Regions from separate parts of the Oryctolagus cuniculus genome. Here region 2 is linked to region 1. A link is a contact called in public Hi-C data. All regions are on one chromosome and are shown on one strand. The core of a region is the stretch at or near the end of the contact, and the rest is flanking DNA. Distances in the headings are between cores, read along the strand shown. Region 1 overlaps LOC103349679. Region 2 overlaps NEDD9 (neural precursor cell expressed, developmentally down-regulated 9).

Region 1 (4,069 bases), core at 119-2,618:
GAGAAAGGAAAACCCACACAATACCATTCTCTACCTTTTCTCTTTGTTCTCAGTTTCATTTGTAAAATACTTATATTAGGCCAGATTATGTTTAAAGTCCATTCTAATATTAAAACCTGTAGCTAATGGCCATCAGTCTTGAGTGTTTTGTTATACTGATAATAATATGCCCCTAAATGAAGCAAATGTTACGTGAACATAATGATTGCAGGCTCAGCCCAACAAGGCTCACTTAGAAGGGAATAATTGTGAAATATCTTTGAAGTCTACTGTGTTTTGCCTTAGAAGTGCATGTACATCATGTTCCTTAAAATATTTGACATATTTTATTAATGAAGTGTTTTGATGTCACTCACTAATGCCTCAGGAAGATTGGCTAACTCTACCCTTTATTTAAGTATTTCCTGGTAGCTACCTGCAGAAGCTCTGAGCTGGAATGAAAGTTCAGGCAGTCTCTGGGTTTCTTTTCACTTGCCCATTCACAGTCAGATTCACAGAGGCAGGCTGAGCACCAGGTCCCTGCAGAAGAGAAATACGGAGGAACCTAAGGATAGACAAGAGAGCTGAAGAGTAGCTTATCTGGGTTAACTGATCTTTATTAATGTCTTGGGCCAAAGGGAGTCAAGTAATTGCCTTATGAACCTTAGTTCCTTAGCTACTCTCACATTATTTTATTCATAGACTATTGGCTATATGGATTTTCTTTACAAAAGAGTATGATACGTAAAAGCTTCCTAAAATTGCCTGAAAGAAAAAAAAGCAATGCACATTTATTGGATTCTTGGCAAAAGACTGGAAAAATGTTCCAGAACTGATGAAGCAAGTTATTTTTAGACAACTTAGCTCTAAAGTATGTTGGTTCCTCTGTGAATGAGTTCATAGCACATGCCACAAACTACTTTGGACTGATCCTTTTGGGGGAAACAATCTCCATTTTTCCTTTTTATTATGTAATAAAATAAAATGAACAGTCTCCGTGCTGTTTTGGTAGAATTCCTCTATTGAAAGCACTTTTCTGTCTGCTTCTATCTCCATGTTTGCCTTTATATCAGCCCTTTGCTTTGCTTTTGTGACTTGAAGACATTAGTAGGAACTGAAGTCCTTCCCACCATTCATTTAGGACTTTACTTGTCCCCATTTTTAGCTCATGAGCTCACCCTTATGATTCATCAGATTTCGTATACTACAATCCTCTGCTGTTTTCCTTTTTTTATGAAAGGTTGAGAACTAACACTTTATATGGCATTGCGGGAGAAGGATTAGAGCACTGGTAGTTACGGAGATCTGAAGTTGTGATAAGAAATACACACGTGATTAGAAGACCTCCCTGACTTAGTCTTAAAATGGCATTAGTCCTGATGGTGCCAATGAGAATCAAGGGGCTGCGTGGTCTCAGAGCAAACACAATAGCTGTCTGCAGGATGCTCTTAATCTCAAGGGCAAATCAGGGAAATGGGGTTTCAGAGGCCTTGCCACACACACATCCCCCTGTGATTATAGAACCAAACACCCGTGATTCAGAGTGACTGCTTATCAGATACTAGAAATGTCTTCTAAACCATTAAGGGATTATGCAAGTCTGCTTGGCAGTCCCATGTAACTGAAATTAATAGAAGTTTTAATGTCATTTGTAGATGTTTCTGAGACTGCACTTTTGAAGTTTCTAATAATCTTTCTCTCTGTGGAAGGGAAATTAAGTTTACTTTTCCTAAGAAGCAGGGCCTGGATGCAGGTGCGTTTCCTCTATGTATCCTGTTTACTTTGCATGCAGGTCCTCTTCTTTGTACATCCTGGGCAAATTTCAACTCAAACAGCATACTTGGAGTACTAGTTTCTTTATGTTTTTAGTAGCCTAGAATTTGGTATTCTAGTTAAAATACACTCTTGGTAAATATGTTGGTTCTAGGGACTAGGAAAATCCAGAGGCCCTCTGTACTCACATGATCCTACCCCTTAAATTATTCCTGACTACATTGTCTGATGACAGAAGTGATCAATTTCCAGTATTCAATTTTAAGCTCCGATCTCTGATAAAACACACATGGAACCATTTTTTAAAATATTTTTATCATTCCCTATGCTTGATGTGAATGAAGGGTCTTGGGGATTTTGACATGGAGTGGTGATGAGAACTCAGGCTACTGGTGAGTGAGTGAGAGTAGATTCTCTGAAGGGAGACTGTGTAATTCAGCAGCTGTGATTGGGGTGGCCTTGCCTTCATTCATGAAAGTAGGGAAAATCCTTCTGTGAGGAGGGGCTTCAAACCCTTTGACACGCTTTCTGCGTGTAGCAGTGGAGGGTTCAGTGCTAGGGAATCTACACCAGCTCTTCCTTCTGTCTCCCCCTGGTGGACATGCACCAGTCTGTGTCAATATGGATAAATCAAGGTGGCCACCATTAAGCGGCCATATGCATTTGTAAGTGTCGCACGTTTTCATGAGACTTTCTTGCCACTGGTTACAGATTTGACTTTTGAGGCTGAATGATGCAAAAACTCTCATGTAACAGAGTTTACATAGAAGTTTCTTGTGATACCTTTGTCTAGTTTTAGTATCAGTTAATGTTGGCTTCTTAGAAAGAGCCTCCTCCACTTTTATTTTTTGGAAGAATTTATAATGGATTGGTATCCTTCTTTAAATGTTCAGTAGAACTCACCAGTGAAGGAACGTGGACTGGATGTTCATTGTGAAGGGTTGTTCGTTTTACTACATGTGTAGAGAAAAAAAGCAGATGTGTAGTTGTCTAATGACCTTTAGGCAGTGACTGGTTGCCTAGTGACTGTAAGGGAACACAAGATTTCTTTGGGGGGTGATGAACATGTTCTAAAATTAGATTGTGGCAATGGTTGCACAACTATGTGAAAACATTAAAAACCACGGAAGTGTTCTTTTTAAATGATTGTCTTTCTTTTCTGGCCAATGTAAAACACTCATTTAGCTTTGAACATGCTTCTACCATTTTACTTATTTATTCATATCTTATATTTCATTGTTCTTGTTTGAAGCAAAAAGGGGTACACAGAACACATACTAAAGCTAATTGTGATGCCTCCTTATAGTGAGTCTTTTATAAAAATAACTTCCAAACTGCTTTAAATTTATTTAATTATGTCTGTCTGTATGTATGTATGTATGTGATTGAAAGGCAGAGAGTTAGACAGAGAGAGAGAGACCTCTCATCTGCTGGTTCACTCTCCAAATGCCCACAGCAGCCAAAGTTGGGCAGGACCAAAGCCAGGAGCCATCAACTTAATCTGGGTCTCCCACTTGTGTGACGGGAGCCCAGCTACCTGAACCATCACTTCTGCCTCCCAGGTGTGCATTAGTAGGAAGCCAGAAGGCAGAGTGGAGCTGGGACTTGAACTCAGCCACTCTGCATGTGGCATCCCAAGGGGTATCTTAACCACTGCACCAAATATCCCACAAACTGCTTTAATAGTCCTTAACACCAACTGACACTTTCTTTGTACAGATGTCATCAAGATGTTGTAAAAATATTTTACAGTTCTTGCCCCCTGCAGAAGCATGATGTTGAATAATTAACTATGCATGTGGAACTATTCACCAGAGCTAATGATACCAGGTGAGAAATTTTCACACCTCGTGTGGTATACAAATAAGACACATTGAAGAGGGTAGAAGGGATAGTTTTACATTACCTGCATCAGTGCTCCCCAGACCCAAGGAAGCACATTGTGGAGCTTGGGAAGAGAACAGGGGAGTGAAGAGAGAACTTTGTCTTGAACCCCTACTTGAGGTCAGCCCTAGTAAAATAATTGGCAGAACTCCCCCCAGCCAGAGACTCCACACTGGTACCTGAAGATACAGGTTCTAGCCTTGCCCTGTTGACTCAATCCCTTGCCCTGTGTTAACACTTGGCTAATCCCCATGCCTCAGGCTCCAGACTTTCCCTGTGCCAGTGGACCCAGTGGACCCAGTGGTCCTGGGCTTTGGCCTTACCCCGGAACCAAGTCAACCTCACAGACCCAGACTCCAGGCTCTATCCAGAACCAGGCCACTGTAGCAGCCTCAAGCAATAGGCTGTCTCTTACCAAGATGTGCCCACGACC
Region 2 (4,398 bases), core at 1,794-4,293, 170 kb before region 1:
CGCTGACAGACGAAATTACATGTTAAATACACTCACTCAACTCTTGTGAATATGACAAGCAATTGTGAGGCCCCATGTTAGCACTTGGTATTTTCTTTCTTTAAAGAGTCTGGGGAAAACAACTTAGTGTTGAAGTTCTAAGAAAAAACAGAAGCACATAACAAAGATTTAAGTTTACTTACCTCCGTAAACATGCGAAGGTTCACATTTTTACTGTTCATCAGAGGTCTTCAAAAAGTTAAAGGAAAATGTGTATTATGAAAACACTATGGATGTATTTAAATTTTTTGAAGATTTATTTCTGTATTTGAAAGAGTTACGGAGAGAGAGATCTTCCATCCACTGGTTCGTTACCCAGATGGCTGCAATAGTCAGGGCTGTGCCAGGCTAATGCTAGGAACCAGGGGCTTCATCTGGGCCTACCATGTGAGTTTCAGGGGCCCAAGTACTTGGACCATTTTCCACTGCTTTTCTCAGACCATTAGCAGGGAGCTGGATTGAAAGTGGAACGGGCCGGCGCCATGGCTCAATAGGCTAATCCTCCGCCTATGGCGCAGGCACCCCCGGGTTCTAATCCCTGTCAGGGCACCGGATTCTGTCCCGGTTGTCCCTCTTCCAGTCCAGCTCTCTGCTGTGGCCCGGGAGTGCGGTAGAGGATGGCCCAAGTGCTTGGACCCTGCACCCACATGGGAGACCAGGAGAAACACCTGGCTCCTGGCTTCAGATCAGTGCAGTGCGCCGGCCGCAGCAGCCATTGGAGGGTGAACCAACGGCAAAGGAAGACCTTTCTCTCTCTCTCTCTCACTGTCCACTCTGTCAAAAAAAAAATTAAAAAAAAAAAAAGTGGAACAGCCAGGACATGAACCAGAGCCCATATGGGATGCTGGTGTTGAAAACAGTGGCTTTACCCACTACGCCACAATGCTGGCCCTGGATTTAAATTTTTTTTGTACTAAAATAAACTCATCTTTGAATCCATTTTTCCATGAACTTTTTGAAGCACCCTGGTATGTGTCCCGGAAGTTCAGTGGAACTAAAGGGGGTTCACAGTGAAATTGTGCAGGCTGCCTGGCCAGTGTGCCCTCCTTTCCCTCCTGTTTGCTGTTTGCTCTTGCTATAAGGAGTTTTGTTGTGGCCTGCTTTGGTCTGTCCAAATAAACAGCTTGTTACTTGAACCTGTCATGGAGATCTTTTCTGCTGGTAGAAATTGTGGACTTTTACAAAGGTCAGGATGCTCTGCCAAGACCACATAAACAGGAATTCCATGACTGGACGGAGCATGGTCTTCTTTTCTTTCGGGAGGCACTGCCCAGCACAACAGTATTGCTGCATAATGCTTATTAAGTGAGTGAGCGCCAACACAGCCTGCCTCCTTGCTAACCCTTTCCAGAAGAGAACTTCAACATGTACTTGAAAAATGGAACTAAAGGGTAAGCTTAGGGACAGACTCTGGCTGGTGGTTGACTCCTGCATCTCATATTAGAATATCTGGATTTGAGTCCTGACTCTACTCCAAGTTCCAGCTTCCTGCTAACGCAGATGCTGAGAGGCAGCAGATGATGGCTCAAGTAATCAGGTTCCTGACACCACATGGGAGATCTGTATTGCCTTCTTGTCTCCTGGCTTTGGCCTGGAGCCTTGAACTTTTTGAAGGCCTCTTGTATACCCTTACATTTGAAAAGTTCTTCCTTTATAAACCCTTAACCCTGGAAAAGTCTTCTTGACTTCTGTCTATGTGCATATTTCCACTTTGTGGATTATAAGACTTGGGGGCTGGAGTTGTGGTATAGTGAGTTAAACCAATGCTTGCCACATTGGCATCTCATATCAGAGTGCCAGTTGGACTCCTGGCTACTTCGCTTCTGATCCAGCTCCCTGCTAACGTGCCTGGAAAAGCAGTGGAAGATGGCCCAAGTCCTTGGTAACCTGTCACCCCCATGGGAGATGGAGATGTGGTTCCAGGTTACTGGCCTTGACTGGGCCTAACCGCGGCCATTGCAATCATTTGGGGAGTGAACCAACAGATGGAAGATCTCTTTTTTTTCCTCTGTCTCCATCACTCTGCCTTTCAAATAAATAAAATGACCCTTTAAAAAACAAACAAAAAAGATGTGCTTTCGTGTGATGTGACACGGCATGAAGAAATGTCATGGGATGGAACTTGGCAGTCCCTCCTGTCCTCCCTCTGTCTCACTTTCTGCTCTTGGCTCAGTGGAATAAGCAGAACAGGCCAGTGAGTGTGCACTGAGTTCCTGGCTGGGGCTGAATGTGCTGTTTCCAATCTACTCCTGAGCTTTGTCATTTTCCAGGGCACAGTGGCCTTTGAAACTCACCCTTCACATGTGGTTCCCAGCATCACAGCAAGGGCCCACGTAGGCTGGGATAAAATGGGAAAGGAGGAAAAGTAGGTTAAACACCAAATGACCACCCTCCTGTGGGCATGGGGACACCTATTCCTGAGGAGCTGGGGATGCATTTTTTCCCACTTGTGTCCCCAAACAACCCATGTGACCTAGTCTTCAGAGAAAGCTTGCCCCTTGTCCCTCATCAGCTGTGAATGCCCAGCAGGCCCCAGTCCAGGGCCTGGAACCTGTCTGGCCAACCCAGACAGCCGCCAGCTGGCGCTGAGGAGCCAGAAGAAGGAATCTGAGCAATGTAGAGCCTGGTGGAAGGGGGAGATGGGAGGAATGTGGTGCGGGGACACATCACTCCTTGCGAGGTTCAAGCCAAGCTTTTGAAGATTGATTCATTTTAGAAAGTAAACAAAGTGTGCTAGCTCTCAGCGATCTTTTATTTTGTCTGCTAGAGAAATGTCTTGAGAGCACGGGCCCAGGACTGGGTGGCGGTACAGGCACCAGCACCCACTCTTGCCTTGCCAGATTGAACGTGGACGGCACATTTCTGCCCACGGCAGCAGAGACCTATGGAGTGGCTCTCCTCTTTATAGGGAAAACCGAAAGGGCCCCTGCTGATGAGCACAAGACATTGTCTCACTCACTGACACCACTGAGATTTGCAGATGTTTAAGTATAAGTTCCTTGAATTTGCTGAAGTCTTGGCACCCTGTGATTTCAGACTTGAAGATGTAGACAAGGGGATGTCGCAAGGGTTTTCTTGAACTTCAAGGCCTGCGGTTCTCATGACTCATGCTCTAAACAGTCTTTGGGAGCTTCTGGTCTTAGGAAGGGGGGGCCAGGATGACAAGAAGCAAGGGTGAAGCCCCTTCTGACCCTGGAAGACAGAAGCCACGTGTTCCCCAGCTTTCAAACTTGCCACCTCAAAATCACTCCATACAGCGGTTCTCAGCATCCATGAGAGATTGGTTCCAGCATCCCTGTGGATACCAAAACCCATGGGTGCTCAAGTCCCTTCTATAGATGACATAGTATTTGCCGTAACCTATGTAATCCTCTGATACACTGCAAATCAGCTCTAGTTTAGTTGTTAAACCTAATATAATGTAAATGCTATGTATATGTTATACTGCCTTTTTTTTTTTTTGCAGAATAAAGACAGAGAAAAAAGTCTGTACATATTCAGTACAAATACAGTTTGTTTGTTTGTTTGTTTTTTGCCCCGAGTATTTTCTGTCTGTGGTTGTTTAATCCTGTGGCTGTGGACCCTGTGGCTATGGAAGACCAACTGTGTGTTCACAGGCTCTCTACTGTGCAGTTCTGGTCATCGGAAGAAATAAAAGGACACCCTCCTTATGAAAAGAATTCTGCCCTTTTCAGTTTACCTCTCTCAAGCCCAATCTGGGATGCAGCTTCCCATCCATCTCCTTTCTTCTCTGCTCCCTACTCTTAAACCCTCTGCTCTCAGCAAGTGAATTCAGGTCTTCCTTACCCTAAATACAGATGCATTTTTCTTGTTCAGAACCCTGGAGGCCAGACAGATGGTGTAAGCCACAGTATTTCATTGTAGAAAGACACGGAGGGCACATGCATGTATTACAAGATCTTTCCAGGGCTGTGGGACTGCATCCCATTGCAAACTCTTTCACATTTTGTGTGAGTGGTCTTACAAAGTGGCGTATGTGGAAAAGAGGCGTTACTTTGGGTCATTGCTGGTGGTTTAGCTGCCACACAGATCGTGGAAATATCCAGACTTCGACATTTGTGGATGGGTGGACACAGACCACAGATACTTTCTGTAGGTCTCCAGAATCTTCCCGTTGCTGGCTCTTCCCCAGCTGCAACCCAGTTTTTTCTTTCACTTGCAGAAGCCAGAGAGTCAATGATCCCAAGTCCTGGCCTCTCACTCAGTCCCCACACCCGCCTCTGCCCCTGACTTCGTCTGCAATCACCCAAACCAGCAATCTGGACTGTTGTATTGAAGTTTATGTTACTAGAAAAATAAAATGAAAAAGAAAAGCCCTGATGATGATGATGATGATGA

The links. Hi-C and Micro-C count contacts between places; a contact is called where the count stands out from the background.
Region 2: a Hi-C map of embryonic fibroblasts shows a contact between it and region 1, with 2.0 times the contacts expected there. The contact joins two enhancer-like sites. A contact is called at or near these places in 2 of 6 Hi-C or Micro-C datasets (embryonic fibroblasts and skin fibroblasts).

The regions. Positions count from the first base shown.
Region 1 is chr5:159,169,715-159,173,783 of mOryCun1.1, reverse strand. LOC103349679 reads right to left here. Exons shown (of 9, transcript XR_011388801.1): 7 at 416-519. Among named protein-coding and RNA genes, the nearest start is that of NEDD9, 28 kb to the left of the region's middle. Within about 2 kb of position 1,368, at least 3 of the 8 cell types and tissues checked have an H3K27ac peak or open chromatin away from gene starts, as enhancers often do.
Region 2 is chr5:159,341,031-159,345,428 of mOryCun1.1, reverse strand. The region is part of intron 2 of NEDD9 (neural precursor cell expressed, developmentally down-regulated 9); the gene reads right to left. Among named protein-coding and RNA genes, the nearest start is that of NEDD9, 140 kb to the right of the region's middle. Within about 2 kb of position 3,043, at least 1 of the 8 cell types and tissues checked has an H3K27ac peak or open chromatin away from gene starts, as enhancers often do.